Regions from separate parts of the Mus musculus genome. Here all the other regions are linked to region 3. A link is a contact called in public HiChIP or PLAC-seq, Micro-C and promoter capture Hi-C data. All regions are on one chromosome and are shown on one strand. The core of a region is the stretch at or near the end of the contact, and the rest is flanking DNA. Distances in the headings are between cores, read along the strand shown.

Region 1 (3,288 bases), core at 777-3,276, 480 kb after region 3:
GATCATTCCCACCTGCCAACCCTGACTAGGTACACATCAGCTGTTAACCCAAATGCAGACGTGGAGGAACCGTTGCTTCTCGGTACAGGGACTTTCCTCTTCCTTGCTCCCAGAGGATGCGCCAGTGCACTGTGGTGACACCCTGTAGGGATGACAGCCATGCTCTTCAGCTCTGCGAATGCCTAGGAGCTGTGCAGAGTCCCAAACACCTACGCCTTCATGGAGCCTCCCATCAGCCAAGGCAGGACTGTTATTGCCTCCTTCATAGACACAGATTCAGAGGTCTGGGGGTGTGTGGTGGTGCGTGAGGATATTTCCCTGTGATCAGATAGATGAGATGTGGCACAGCTAGAATTCAGACCTAGATCCTGTGACATTTTAGCATTTTGTGCGAGATGAAGTTAGCCATTCTTCCCTGTTGGTGGCACTACTACCATCTTCTCTTCCTCTTCTCCTCCTTCCTTCTTAGGAAAATATGTATTTATTTTATGTGCATGGGTGTTTGTGCCTTCATGTATGTCTGTGCAGAACATACATTCAGTGCCTGAATGGGCAAGAAAAGTGCATCAGATCCTCTGGAACTGGAGTTACAGATGGTTGTGCGCTATCAAGCAGGTGCTAGGAATCGAACTTGGGTCCTCTAGAAGAGCAGCTAGTGCTCATAACTGCTGAGCCATCTCTCTAGCCCCACACCCTGACTTCTTAAGCCTCAGTCTTAGTTGTAAAGAGAGGACCACTTCCCAGGAACAAATGATTCACTAGGTCCAGTAGAATTGGTTACTACAGATTTTAAGAGCACTCTGGAGAGGGGCTGGTGGGCGTGGCCATGTGTCGAGCGTGCTGGGTACCAGCTGTAAGCTCTGCATCTTAGGTGCAGAACTCCCTTGAATTCTCGCAGCGCTCACGTGAGATTTGTTTTATAAATGTAGGATGAAGACTAGGAGATGATGTAGCTCTCTCTGCGCTATACAGCTCAGGGGTGGTGGAGCTGGGCCTTTGCTGGGCCTTTCCAGTGCCAAGACACATTCTCTTGGTGTGAGACCATGACAGATTGTTTTACCAGAGTGGTCGGGGAGGGGAGGCCCTGAGGGGTGTGGAGAAGGGGTTGGAAATAGCCAATCCTTCAGGCTGGGGGAAGGGAAGAGGGCTGGGGAACAGCCGGAACTATCAGGATGGGACCAGTCTTCATCACTCTCCCGAACACAGGGACTCAGTCCCCCAACTGATGCCTTGGCATTGAAGACCAGGCCTTCGTGGCTCTGCGGAGGTGACATCACTCATCCTCTGTGCTGGCTCCTTGGCTAACTGATTAGATGTGGTCATGGTGATGGGTATGACCCTGTCAGGATGACGCATCAGCCGTGGGATATCCTGGTGTGGGAAGAACTAGATTTAGCCCTGGACCATTTCTCTGTTCACTGCTTCTGTACGCTCGAAGCTGAGAGTGCTCTTCCACTGGCCCACCAACCCTTCCGAGCTCCAGCCTCCTTGCTGACCTTTGAAAGCACATCACGGTCAATAGCTCATCTGATCCCTCCTGTCTTTCACCCAGCAAGCATTTATGCAGCACCTACTGTGTGCCAGACACCGTTTCAGATGCTGTAGAAACCTGGGTGAGCCAGAGCGGTCGCTCTCCAGAGAAGAGGGAGGCCCCAGGCTGACTGGGTGGACCAGCCTGAGTCAGATCATCTCTGAAGGAAGTGTGTGGTGAGCTGAGCAGGAACTGGGCAGAAGGAAGGAAGTGATCTCTGAGCAGGAGTAGAAGCTGCTGTCTATACTAACTGTACATGGCAGTGGCAGGTGTTCGGGGGAGGGGACACCTGGCAAAGGCCAGTGGGAGAGAGAAAGGGAAGAGGTGACTCGGTTTCCCTTTACTGTCGCCATATTCTGGGATGTGCCCCGGGGCTGTATCTCGGACTCTGAATGTTTGATGATGACCAAGATGGGCTTCTCATGTTGCCCTGTTCACGTTTATCAGTGACACGGGGAGACAGGAGAGAGAGCACTCTAAGAGGTACCAGGCTTAGCTTTCAAAACTAACTTGAGGAAGGTTGGAGTGGAATGGGCAGGAGGAAGAAATGCAGGAAACAGCCCCGTTTACAGTAGCATCATAGAGTAGAAAACCCATGTTATTCTTGTGCCTTGCAAGTCTGACACTGTCCATCAAATAACAATCCCCGTCCCCTCCACCACAACCCAACAGCTGCTCTCTCACCTTGTTTGGGTAATAATCCTAAAAGTTGCATGAAGTCAGGAGCCCAAGTACAGCAGGGGCTGCAGACACAGAAGTGGGAGGAGCCAGGGGCTGGGTCACTTGTTCATTAGAAAGGAACGAACTCAGCCCTGTGAGTGACTTTCAGGTCCTGGGGCTGTAGCCCTAGAACTTGCATTTCTGAGATGCTGTCACTGGAGTTCAAGGTGGAGAAAGATGAGGGGGAGACCGTGTCTGTTCTGCCTGAGCCCATTTGCACAGGTGAGCATTGCTTTCAACCCCCACCCCAACCGAGTCCCACCCTCACATGCAGCATTTGCCGAGATGAGCGGCTGGATAGGGAAGCTCCGAGACGGGCCACCAGAGGCATCCCTGGGCCAGGAAGAGGACATATCAGGGGGTCCCTACAGGAGCCGGAGGAAGGGAGGATCAGATAGACCCAAAGACTGAACTAATGGTCACATACCCAGAGACGAACGGATGGCCTTACTTGTGACTTCCTTACTGACTCTGGACCCATGCAGGAAAAACCTTTCTCCTATGAGAATGTTCTTGTGTCTCATGGGCCCATGCACTTGAAACACCTGGTCCCTGGATCCCTCTGTAGAGAGTCGACTCTTGTTACGGAGTACAGCAGTGTTGGGGCCTAGATGCAAGAACGAGATGCGTGGACAGTTGTCGTCTATACAAGGCTGTGCCCAGACTTGCTCCATGCTTGCTCACCACAGACCACAGTCACAGACCTTGTGGGGATGGAGCTGAGTATAAACCTTAGCTCCTGAGTCCAGGTCTCTTTCTCTCAGTCCCTTGTCCAGCCTCTGAGCTGGGGATGAGTTGCCTGGAGCGGAGGCTCTGACCTATTATAGCCTTCCTCTAGGAGGTCTTTCCCCAGACACAGAAAATCTCAAAGGCAGAGGACATTAGGACCCGGGCACACTTGTCAGTCACGCCCCAGTTCTGCTTTCTCCCCTACCAAGCCCCAAAGCCACTGACAGAACAAACACCACGTCTGTATCTCTTCTGACTGGCCACTTCTCTATCTTCTGGAGGTTTCCATGAAAGGAGGCAGCTGGTCT
Region 2 (3,316 bases), core at 314-2,813, 260 kb after region 3:
AAGGCAGAACTCTAACCACAAGTTGACATTTTGAAAAGAAGAAGTAGCAGATGAAAATAAGCAAGGAGTTGAAGGGCATGAGTGCTCTTAATACTGTAGACTTGAACTCAAGTTCAGTGTCTTGCCTGTCTCCTCTCCTGGGGCTGTACCCAGGCCTTCACCAGTACCTATCGACCAGAGAGGAGAGGCCTTGCTAGCATCTCCACCGAGGGCCAAACAAGAGCAGGATTCTTAGGTCTGTGGGAAGAGTAAGTCAAAACCAGATACGGTGTCCATTCACCCAGGAACCCCGACTCCTTGGCTGGAGCTAGGTGCAGTGTAATGGAGGAGCGATGGCAGCATTTGACCTCATGTGTATATGTGGGTGTGTGTGTGCAATGGAACATCTGTTCATTTCACAACAAAGCTCACAGAATGGCTCTCTGCCCAGAGATGGAGGACTCTGGGCCCTAACCTCTGAGCCCTTCACTGCCACGCCCACCGGCTCTGGGGGCAAGGTTGTGTTGTGTTGTGTTGTGTTGTGTAGTGTTGTGTTATGTTATGTTGTGTTGTGGCTCCTTGGAGCAGTCCTTAACCCTTCAACTCTTGGTCCTATGTCTTCTTTTCTGCAGGTCTCACAGGACCCCAGGGACCTCAGGGTGAGTCATGCAGTCCCCGGATGCCATCTCCTGCCAGGACAGGACAGGCGCTATAGCCAGTGTCTCTCTAGTTACACAAGCCTGTCCTTCCCTTTCCCATCTCCAGTAAAACAGACTCGGGTTCTGTCACAGTGAGTGCTAATAAGGACCATAAGGGTGGTGGGGGGTGAACCCTGCACAGACCATGTAGGTGACATTCTGATATCAGTGATGCCAGATCCGGTTTGCTCCGTGCTCTGTCTCTGGTGCAGGAACACTCAGGAAGGATACTGCTGGCTAGGAATTCTCTTAAGAAATCTCTACCATGCACGCACATCCAGCCCCTCACTCTCTCTAGTCAGACAAAGAGAGTCATACCAAGCTCTGCAAAGGCCAACACGTGCTGCTAACTCTGGACACAGCAGTCAACAGGGAGAGGGACAGTGACAGCCTTGTAACCCAGAGTGACAGGGATCCTCCAGAGCCTCTGTCTACCTCAACCCAACCCTGCTGGGCCTCCATGTCTCACAGACAGACAGACAGACAGGCTTCTGGGGGAGAGCTCTGTGCCCACTCCAGGTGACTTCAGGCAGGGCCTGAGTGGATCCTGCTGCTTCTGTCAGGCAGCCCGTGTGGCCACACTGAGTGGCAGAGTGCTGGCTGGTTACTGCCAGAGGGGAGAGAGGGAGGGCAGACATCCAGAGCTGCGGGGCCTTAATCATCCTGACTGACTTGTGTTTAATCACATCAGGACTTCCTGGTAGCCCTGGCCGACCAGGGACTAAAGGTATGTGATTTCTCCCAAGGAGCTTTTTTTCTTTTTCTTTTTCTTTTTCTTTTTCTTTTTCTTTTTCTTCTCACCAGCCATTTTTACAGCCGGGAGGGGTTGACAGGCAGGAAGGTCTGCTCTGACCAGAGCCTGGACCAACAGTGGCATCTAGTGGTTCCAAAGGAAGGCTGAGAGGAGGGAGTGCCGAGGCCTGAGTCCTCAGGCCCACTTGTTCCAGGCTGAACCCTGAGGCTTATTTTCATGTCCCCAGGTCCTTGTGGCAGGAAGATAGGAAAGGAAGCTTGCTTGCTCCCAAGCTTTCTAAGCCTATTTGACTTTTAAATGCCTCTAAAATACTCCTGACGCCAAGGTCTACTGAGACCAGAGCCACCCTGATTCCCCCACCCTGTCCCAGGTGTGACTGAGGACAGCAGAGACGCAGAAAGAGGTGTCTATAGGAAGGAAGAGGTGCCTTAACCCCACCAGGGGACAAGTCAAAGGACTATAGGGTGTCTGGCTGGGGCAATGCAATGCCACACAGGCTCAGAGTAACACTCTAGTTCAGTCCTGCCCATCAGACCCCAGCCCTGGGCAAACCTAGGAATGCTGGGTGCTCAGGGTCACACACACTCTTTTCCGTCCTGTGTCCTCACTTTCCTGAGCCTTGGCACTCTTCATCACAAACATCCCCAAGTGGGACCCTAGAAAGAAAAGGTTTGAAAAACTATTATTTCTAATGAGCGGCTGAGCCACAAAGATCTTTGCGGATAAATGAGCACAGCTGTAAAATATGGCAGCCGAGTTCCTACTTCCCAGGCCAGTGGACCTCTGGTGGCTTCCGTAAGGCCTCATAGGGTTAGGGGAGACCATAGAGTATTCCTTGGGGGCTGCAGGCTCTCCTGAAGGAGCTGCACTTCAGACGCAGGTTGTCGATTGTTAGAGTGTACTCTCTCCGAGCAGTCTCCTGCCTTGGCCTTGAGCCCTGGCTGGGGGAACGTGAGCAAAGCGCACCCTTTTGCTCTCCCTGAGAGGAAACCAAAGCCACCCTTCCCTGTGGGGCTTACCATCATTGTTCACACACCTTAGCGTCCAGGGAAGGGCTTTGGTCAAAGGAGCGTCTCTGGTTAGTTCTAGGAGTAAAGCTGAAGTGTGCCAGGCAGGCTCTCTCAGCGAGCCTGGCTCCCAGCTCCAGAATTCATGCCCTCTCTAGTCCTTTGCCAGCCCCAAGCCCATCCAGCCATGGATTGTTAGTCAAGAGGTGCTGGAGTGGTGGATATGTACAGAGACCCATGAGTCCTGCATCCTCTTGCTGGAAGCCCTTCACTCACACATCCTTTCTTGTCCCTCAAGACCAACGGTACACAGGGAATTCACCCATGGGATCGTGACTTTTATTTATCCTTTGATCTTCAGATAATTTCTCCGACTATGGCCATTACAGGAAGAAAAGATGGGGCGGGGCTGAGAACGAGACTCAGGTTGGCCCCCATTCTGGCCTCGTGGAAGGGCACATTCCTCCACAGCCTCCCAGGAGACCCCTTCTCTGAGAGACGACCAAAGCTCTGGCCCTGGGTCTAAGTTGAGAGATAAACACTCAGTGTAGCATAGGCTCCCTTCATTACTACAATCCCATTAGCTTGAGGGCAAGAGGACCACAGGTGGCCCTCGGTGCAACCAGAGGCTCTGAAAATGATTCATCAAGCCACTGGTTAATCCTCTTGCCCACTCCCTTTGTCCTCCCCAGGCGAACCCGGCGCTCCCGGCAGAGTCATGACTTCAGGTAGGCAGCCCAGGAGGGTACGTCCCTGAGTTCTATTTGCCTGTCCCATGTGGGCCATCTGCCTCAATGTCAGCGGGTGGCGGGTGCTTAGGGAGGGATGCAGGTGAGCCCAGACCACCATGTTGTGGCTCCTTGGCCTGTAGTCAGCCC
Region 3 (3,462 bases), core at 251-2,750:
GTGTGTGCATGTATGTATTTATGTGTCTGTGTTGTGTGTGTACATGTGTAGGTGCATGAATGTGTGTGTGTGTGTGTGTGTGTGTGTGTGTGTATAAAATTCAGTGTGGCACATGAGTGAGATATAAGCTTGGGCACATGAAAAGAGGCCAGTCATGAAGGGCTTATATGGCAGGTTAGGATTATAGACCAAACTAGTCCCGAGAGTGGACAAGAGAACATTAAAAGCTCTGGGGTAAGATAATCAGGTTCAAACGACAAAGGAATGTAACAAATGATCCTTATATTAATAAGAGTATGCAGCTTGTTAGAAAACGCTGAAGTAGATTTTGCTGGCGGACGACAACCCCAGAGTGCATTGAAAGCACTAACCTTGACATTCCACACATAACACAAGCAACACACACACACTTCCCCCACCTGTTCTGGGTGTCCTGTCCATTGAACATGGAGACATTTTAGAAATACACAGCTCTTTTGAGAATGTTCCCCAAGGTTCCTTACCCTTCCCTGGCCCCCAAACTCTGCGATAAGAATCCCCCACCACCCCCAATCAGGAAAGGGGTGTGAGCAGCAGGCAGCCAAAGACTTAGAAGTACCCTGGGCCAAGGGCCAGGGTCTATTTTTAGGACATTCTCTCATTGTCTGTTTATCCCGCAAACTCAGCCTAAAGCGTTCAGGAGAGTGTCATTTGGGCTGGATGGAGGAGGAAAGCGAGGTGCTCCCAAGATGCTCCCGAGGTGCTCCCGAGACCAATGCCAGTAGTAAAGTGATCATCTCTAGACAGTGTTATTTCCTCAGCTTCTCCTAGGAGCTCCCGAAACGAACTGAAAATTTATTCCAGCCCTTTCCAGCCCCTCCCACCAGTTGTAGGAATGTGCTACTTCACAAAGGGAAGATTGTTGATATACTATTAAAGTTTTGTTTAAAGTATGAGTTCTACTGTGCTCTGTTCCAGCGCTTCCTGCTCTAAAAGCAATACTACATTGACAACTGGAAAACAGAGCGCCCCCTAACAGCCTCCGGTCATCTTCCTCCTTTGTGCCTTTCTCCCGCCAAGAGACAATGCGTACATTAACCAAAAAATTTAGCAAACTGTTTTAATCCAGTCACAATGCAAGAGGGACAGTGGTTCGCCTTGTGTCTCGTTTTATATTTTCCTCGAGGGACAAAATAGGTGGCCCCAGGAATTCCACCGGTTGTAAAACGCGCCACAGAAATGCGAGCTGACTAACAGCACCTTAACCCTTTACATCCTGCAGCCTAGACCTGATTTTAAGGACGTCCTTCCCGGGTCCCTTGTCTCCCTCTTTATTCCTCTCCGGCAGCCAGATCCTTCTCGTCAGGTGGCTCTCTAATTTCGCTGCCCTCTCTGGAGCATCCGAGAGACCCAGAGGATGGTCTCCGAGGCGGGTCCAGAGTCCCTTACCGGCAACCGTCACGGTCGTCCTTAAGGACCTCCGCCCGGCGCCAGTAAAGGCGGGTGTTTTGTTCTTATAAGGAGCAAAAAGTTTCCGTGACAACGCGGAAATGAGTAACTCTGTTGCCCAGTAAAGCTGGGCGGGAGGAGTCCAGGAGGCGGGAGCCGCCTTGGTCTAGTCGCCCGCATCCCTGGATCCCCGGCAGCCTGCAGACCCGGGACCACGACCCGCGCTTGGAGCGAGGCCCACTCGGTATCCCTGCGGCGGCCGCGGCCGAACGTAAGTGCGGGGTTCGACTATGAGGCTTTGCTGCCCCCACAAGCTGAGTGTGTGGGATGAAGGGCGCTCAGGGGACGGAGGATCCCCGTAGATGTGCGTGGGAGATCGTGACCAGGAGCTCTGAGGGACGTCTGCGGGAACCCTGGCCGGGACCGACCCCGGGAACTCTTTTAATGCACGCCCAGGAAGTGGGCATTATCTCCCTCATCACTCTCCGGGTGTGATGCACTGGGGTCTCTCTGCCCTCGTCTGCGCCACGGAGCCCCCAGTGCCTTCAGCAATCTGAGAGGCAGGCGGCTTCTGCTTCGGAGCCCCTAGCCGTGCCACGGGTTTGTGCCTAGAGCCGGGACCTTCCATCTCTTAAACCGTGTTGGGTAGCCGAGTCTCAGTCCTGGGAGAAAGGAACGGGAATGACGTTAGTTTCTTCATAGCTTGTCTTGACGCAAGGAGGTTGCTTCAGGCCGGATGAAGCCCCTGCCACTTCCTCTTTCAAGACTCCTAGTGAAGTAGACCCTGCACGTTTTTCTCTTGGGCTGTGTAGTCTATGCCCCATTCTCAAGGCCCACTCTGAGCCTCCCTCATTCTGGCTGACAGGTGAAGAGACTCAGAAGTTCCTAACCCCGATTCCCCGTACAAAATGGGAAAATAGTGACAGAACCAGGGAAGAACTACATTTAGCCTTTTGCCCCTCTACCTAGTATGAGACTGGTCATTCTTGCCAAAACAGAAGAGGCCAGATACTGGTACCATGTAAGCCAATGTCGGGTGGTTTTCTGTTGCCTTTCGGATTTCTTCTCTTTTACAAACTAGCTCTGTTTTGGGAGAGGCTACCAGCTGAACCCAACACAGCTTTGTGTGGCCACTCGTCCAGGTCAGCGGTGAGAAGGGTGACAGAGGCCGCTGTCATTCGCCTCCTGCCTGCCTGCCAGCCTGGTATGCCTAAGTGGCCTTCGTTATTTGCTGATTCCGTGTGAATGTCTGCTGCCCCAGGCATTCTGCCTTCAGATTTTTCCACTTGTGGGTAACCACGTGGTGGTTATATTCACTTTCTGCCTGGATCCCTGAGGAAGATGGGGAGCCCTCTGCTCACACATCTCCCTTTCTGTGGGTAACTTTCTTAGACGCAGCAGTTTAAGGTTCTGAAAGGGGGCAGAGACCTGAACTTTTAACCTGATGCCATCATCCCAAAAATTGTTAGCTCTCCGGGCCAGGAGAGAAACATAAAGGGTGTGTGGGTGAACTTTTTAATCAGAGGGCAAGAAGGTGCCGCACCTTCTGGGAGATAATTGCTCACTGTCTGCAAGATGCCTGGTTTTATGGTTTTCCCTTTTGGGACCCTCTGGGATTAGTGTCAGACGTAGTCCTGTTTGACAAAAGCATGCTTTGTCTCCATGGAGTCAGCGGTATGCACCTGGCATTCTGCAGCCTACAAGAGTGAGGCTGGGCCAGCGGAGAACACTAGCCCAGTTCTCAAAGCCACTTGTCAGGGACACAGTGCTGGCAAACTAAAACCTGTCCAGGGGAGATGGGCTGAGATTATGTGGACAGTGAGGAAGGTACATCTGGTGAGAAAGGAGGGTTACAGCAGATATAACCCAGGGATGAGCTGCACAGGGGTGTGGGTGTGGCTGTCAGCTGTTCCAAGCATTGAAATGGCTTGCTCAGTCTGGCCTCAGAATCCCTGGTTAGAACGGAGATGCAGCTCTTTAGAGAACAGCCATTGGAGCCCAAGGGGAAATGTGCTCGAATCAGTGTGAGCAGAG
Region 4 (3,251 bases), core at 319-2,818, 290 kb before region 3:
AGGGCAGGGTCTCAACTTTGATCCCAGAGTCCCTGAGCCATTTGTGAAGCAGGACACAGAGGCAAAAGTGAGTTTTCTGCTCCCCTACTCGTGCGTGCAGAGCGAGCAGGAGCACGAGGATAAGCAGTAGGAAAAGGGTGTGGAAATTCGCTTCACGCCTTAAACTTTTTTCCCTGCCTGCCCCCACTAGGAAAGCCTTCCAGCTTGGATGATGCAGCCCGGCTCCCAGCCTGGCTAGAACGTCATGTGCTGAGCAGCGACCCCAAAATGAACAAGTGTTCTGCTGTCCCTGTGGCCTCAGTCTCCCTAGCTCCCTGGTTCCCTTCACATGACCCCAGGGCTAAAAGGGAGCTCCTCCAGTCTCGGGAATTTGTCTAGAGATTTCTCCACATCAGCCCATGTTTACACTCACGAATTCAAGCATCCATCCTTTCCCCAGAAAAGAAAAAGTCACTCTCCGACCTGGATGCGGGAGAGAGTGACCAGATTCCTCACCCAGACAGCTTTTAAGACACACTTTCCTCTTAGCCCTCCAGACAGCCTCAGTACTGGGGTCTTCAGTAAACAGATGCACACGCCATCTTATAACAAAACTCGGCTAACCTGTTGGGGGCGTGAAGTGGGCAGGACAAACCCCTCTCTAAAAGTCCGGGGATTCTGATTCTCCTTCTGGACCCTGAGAAACTATCTGTCCCTCGCCCCTCTCCTCACCCCCCCCCCCACCACCCCCCGCCTCCCATTACCGTTACCCTCGGCTGTCAGGAGACTAGCGATCTGTGCCAGATGGGTACTCACACTGCTGTTGTGTCCCGACCAGTGCACCATGGCTTGGTTATGAGCCGAGTCCCCGGTCAGTGCAAAAGACGTGCTGGGCAGCCGGAGCTCCTCAGTGGACGCTCCTCCAGTCCGCGTCGCCCTCACCTCCTCTCGCGAACCCTTGGTGTGAGGACGGCTTCCTTTGGCACCATCTGCGAGAGCAGTAGCCCAAGAGTCCCCGCGCTCCAGGGGGCTTGGGGGCTGCGCCCGGCGAGTCCTCCTCGCACTGCCCGCCTGGCTAGGAGATGGAATGCCCGGGACCCACCTAGCGCCTTCAGGCGACATTCCCGCAGCTTCAGTCCGTATCTCCCCGCGGCTCGCCTGGGATAGTGGCTCTAGCCTGGACCGGCGTCTCGGTGCAGCGGCTCTCCGTGCAGATGCCAGCTCCTCAGGCCACCGGTTCTCCGCTGCCCGTGGCAAGAGAGGAGGCAACACTGGTGGTCGTGAAGCCGGGGACACCAGGCGCCCCGGACCTCCTGTCGCGCCCCAAGTGATCTCGGCGCCGGCCAGGACCCATGTTGACAAGAGCAGCAGCCCAGTCCGGGCGAGGGGTGCCCCGGGCCAGCCTGCGGGGCGCTCAGTGCCTGCCGCCTCCATCCCGCTGCGGCTACCACGGCTCGGGCTGCCGAGTGTGTGGCGCCCGCCGAGGTGCGGGTCCGATGGAGGGGGGGTGGGGGGTGCTGGAGGGATGCGCGCGCCGGCAAGCAAGCTAGCGAGTGTGTCAGGGGAATGAGGAGGGGGCGGCCGGGAAGGAGGTGGTTCGCCTGTCCCTTACACTCTTCCCCTCTGGATCGCTTGCTCCCAGGTCCAGAGGGTGATTCCAAAACCCAAAGGCAGTTTATTAAATGCTCTCTCGATGCTCTGGCCGGTTTGATGCTGTTGTTAAAATGCCCCCCCTCCCAATCTTTTCCACCGACCTCTTTTAAAAAATTTGTGAAAAGGAGTGTTCAGAGGGAATAGGGAAATCCTCTTAAAATGGGCAACGCTAGCTGGATCTTGGAGGAGGGGGGGGGGGGGCTCACAGCAGACCCTTATCCGGAGTCTTTCGGAAATCCAACCACCAGCCAGCCAGCTTCGGGCGCGGAGTTGGGAAGCCGCTCCTGGCTGCGTTTGGGGATTCACTCTTCGGTCTGTTCTTGGGAGCGGGAGACGGCGTGCGGGAAGTATAGGGTCTCCGGGAGGAGAAGGAGGAGTAAATTATCTCCACTGCCAACTGTTCTCGATCTGGAGACCAGGGCCAGGCGGGAGCTACCGCTCTGAAGCCAAGCGCGGGATGGACCCACGACTCTGCTCTGGGCTCCCCGCCCCCGGAGGCCTGCGCCCCCTCCCGGTGCGGGGGCGCGGGGAGTGCGTGCGTGCGCGTGCGTGCGCGCAGGCGAGAGAGGGAGAGAGGGAGACCAGGGTGTTCCAGGGCTGGAGGGAGGGCGCCTGGGGGGTCGGTACCTGGTTGAGCTGGGGGGGGGGGGTGTTGCTGGGTGTGCGGGGGCGCGCGGCTCCCTGCGTGCGCGTTTACACTGGCTTGTGTGAGTGAGAGCGGCGGGGCGGGGCGGGGCGGAGTGCGAGGTGCGCTCCGGCCGTGGGTGCTCGAGAATCACGCATAGGCTGTTTGCACATCCAGAAGCCTGTGAGTGGTCAGAGGCAATGTGGAGAACAAGGGTAGCACCCCTCTTCATGAGGCACGGTCCTCCAGCACCTGTGGGCGTCATCAGATTAAGCCGCCTGGAGGTCTGGAAAGCGAGCCTGAAAGCCGCCGGGCAAAGCAAAGGCTGATATTCTGGGGACCCTACACTAGATGTGGGAGGACAGTAGTAGATCCAGGTCCTGTTTTCCTGCCAGGGACTGCTAGGTCTTGCCCTTCTGACCCCCAGACGCGCTTTTGAGCAGGGCCACTTGTTTCAAAGTGTCTGCCACTATTTGGAAGGTCCCCTGCCCAAAGCAGCAAGCATTTATCAGGTCCCCTGTCCCCCGTGGCAGGAGGGTATGCGCGCCTGATGCGACTGGGACTCTTCCAGACCTCAGGAAGACAGAGACTTTGGTGAGGTGGAGAGAGGGGTGCTAAGCTTGAGGGCTGGCTGGAGACGTGGCTTACAACCTTTAGGACAGGTGGCCTCCAGGAAACACCGGAAAAGGATGGGGGAGGGGGGAGTGCCAAGGCTAAACGAGGAACATAGCCTCCAAGTTGTTCCTTCCCCTTAGGAATTAGAAGAGATTCTTTGTAGAAGGTGAAAGCTGGCGATGGAAGAGGAATTGTGGTTGGAGGTGTGAGCAAACAAAGAGGGGAAATGGAAGAGGGGAGGGGAGAGGATGATGCGAAAGAAGAGTAGGAACTCTGAGAACACCCTGGGAAAGATCAGGTGTGCTGCGATGCGAAGGAGCGGGGTTCTGGGCCTGAAGGATGCAAGCCAGGGATTCCCGGGAGCCCTCGCCTTTTGAAC

The links. Promoter capture Hi-C pulls out the DNA fragments that hold promoters and counts their contacts. A called contact is a pair of places that touch in the nucleus more often than the background predicts. HiChIP or PLAC-seq counts read pairs in DNA pulled down with a chosen protein or histone mark.
Region 1: a contact with region 3 is called in an H3K4me3 HiChIP or PLAC-seq map of bone marrow-derived macrophages, with 3 times the contacts expected there. The contact joins the enhancer-like site here to the promoter of Itprip in region 3. A contact is called at or near these places in 5 of 39 promoter capture datasets (the 3T3-L1 cell line, the C10 cell line, hippocampal neurons and 1 more), 1 of 484 Hi-C or Micro-C datasets (CD4 T cells), 3 of 115 datasets of contacts at active chromatin or transcription factors (bone marrow-derived macrophages, memory CD8 T cells and pancreatic cancer cells) and 1 of 9 other capture datasets (liver).
Region 2: a promoter capture Hi-C map of the HPC-7 cell line shows a contact between it and region 3, with 8 times the contacts expected there. The contact joins the enhancer-like site here to the promoter of Itprip in region 3. A contact is called at or near these places in 10 of 39 promoter capture datasets (the 3T3-L1 cell line, 3T3-L1-derived adipocytes, the HPC-7 cell line and 6 more), 1 of 15 datasets of contacts at CTCF or cohesin (the NIH/3T3 cell line), 21 of 484 Hi-C or Micro-C datasets (the AML12 cell line, the Ba/F3 cell line, the C2C12 cell line and 11 more), 5 of 115 datasets of contacts at active chromatin or transcription factors (DN3 thymocytes, the HPC-7 cell line, bone marrow-derived dendritic cells and 2 more) and 3 of 9 other capture datasets (adipose tissue, embryonic stem cells and liver).
Region 4: a Micro-C map of embryonic stem cells shows a contact between it and region 3, with 2.1 times the contacts expected there. The contact joins the promoter of Sorcs3 here to the promoter of Itprip in region 3. A contact is called at or near these places in 2 of 39 promoter capture datasets (embryonic stem cells and liver), 1 of 484 Hi-C or Micro-C datasets (embryonic stem cells) and 1 of 115 datasets of contacts at active chromatin or transcription factors (embryonic stem cells).

Annotation. Positions count from the first base shown.
Region 1 is chr19:47,440,184-47,443,471 of GRCm38.p6, reverse strand. The region is part of intron 1 of Sh3pxd2a (SH3 and PX domains 2A); the gene reads left to right. Among named protein-coding and RNA genes, the nearest start is that of Gm52384, 13 kb to the left of the region's middle. Within about 2 kb of position 2,026, at least 98 of the 459 cell types and tissues checked have an H3K27ac peak or open chromatin away from gene starts, as enhancers often do. A contact at or near this core is called in bone marrow-derived macrophages and memory CD8 T cells, where this site is marked.
Region 2 is chr19:47,657,313-47,660,628 of GRCm38.p6, reverse strand. Col17a1 (collagen, type XVII, alpha 1) reads left to right here. Exons shown (of 54, transcript NM_001290825.1): 32 at 612-638; 33 at 1,369-1,404; 34 at 3,131-3,166. Among named protein-coding and RNA genes, the nearest start is that of Col17a1, 33 kb to the left of the region's middle. Within about 2 kb of position 1,563, at least 94 of the 459 cell types and tissues checked have an H3K27ac peak or open chromatin away from gene starts, as enhancers often do. A contact at or near this core is called in 3T3-L1-derived adipocytes, the AML12 cell line, the Ba/F3 cell line and 11 more, where this site is marked.
Region 3 is chr19:47,917,361-47,920,822 of GRCm38.p6, reverse strand. Itprip (inositol 1,4,5-triphosphate receptor interacting protein) reads left to right here and starts at 1,500. Exons shown (of 2, transcript NM_001362458.1): 1 at 1,500-1,699.
Region 4 is chr19:48,204,342-48,207,592 of GRCm38.p6, reverse strand. It overlaps Sorcs3 (sortilin-related VPS10 domain containing receptor 3), which reads right to left and starts at 1,568. Exons shown (of 27, transcript NM_025696.3): 1 at 796-1,568. The coding sequence starts at 1,413.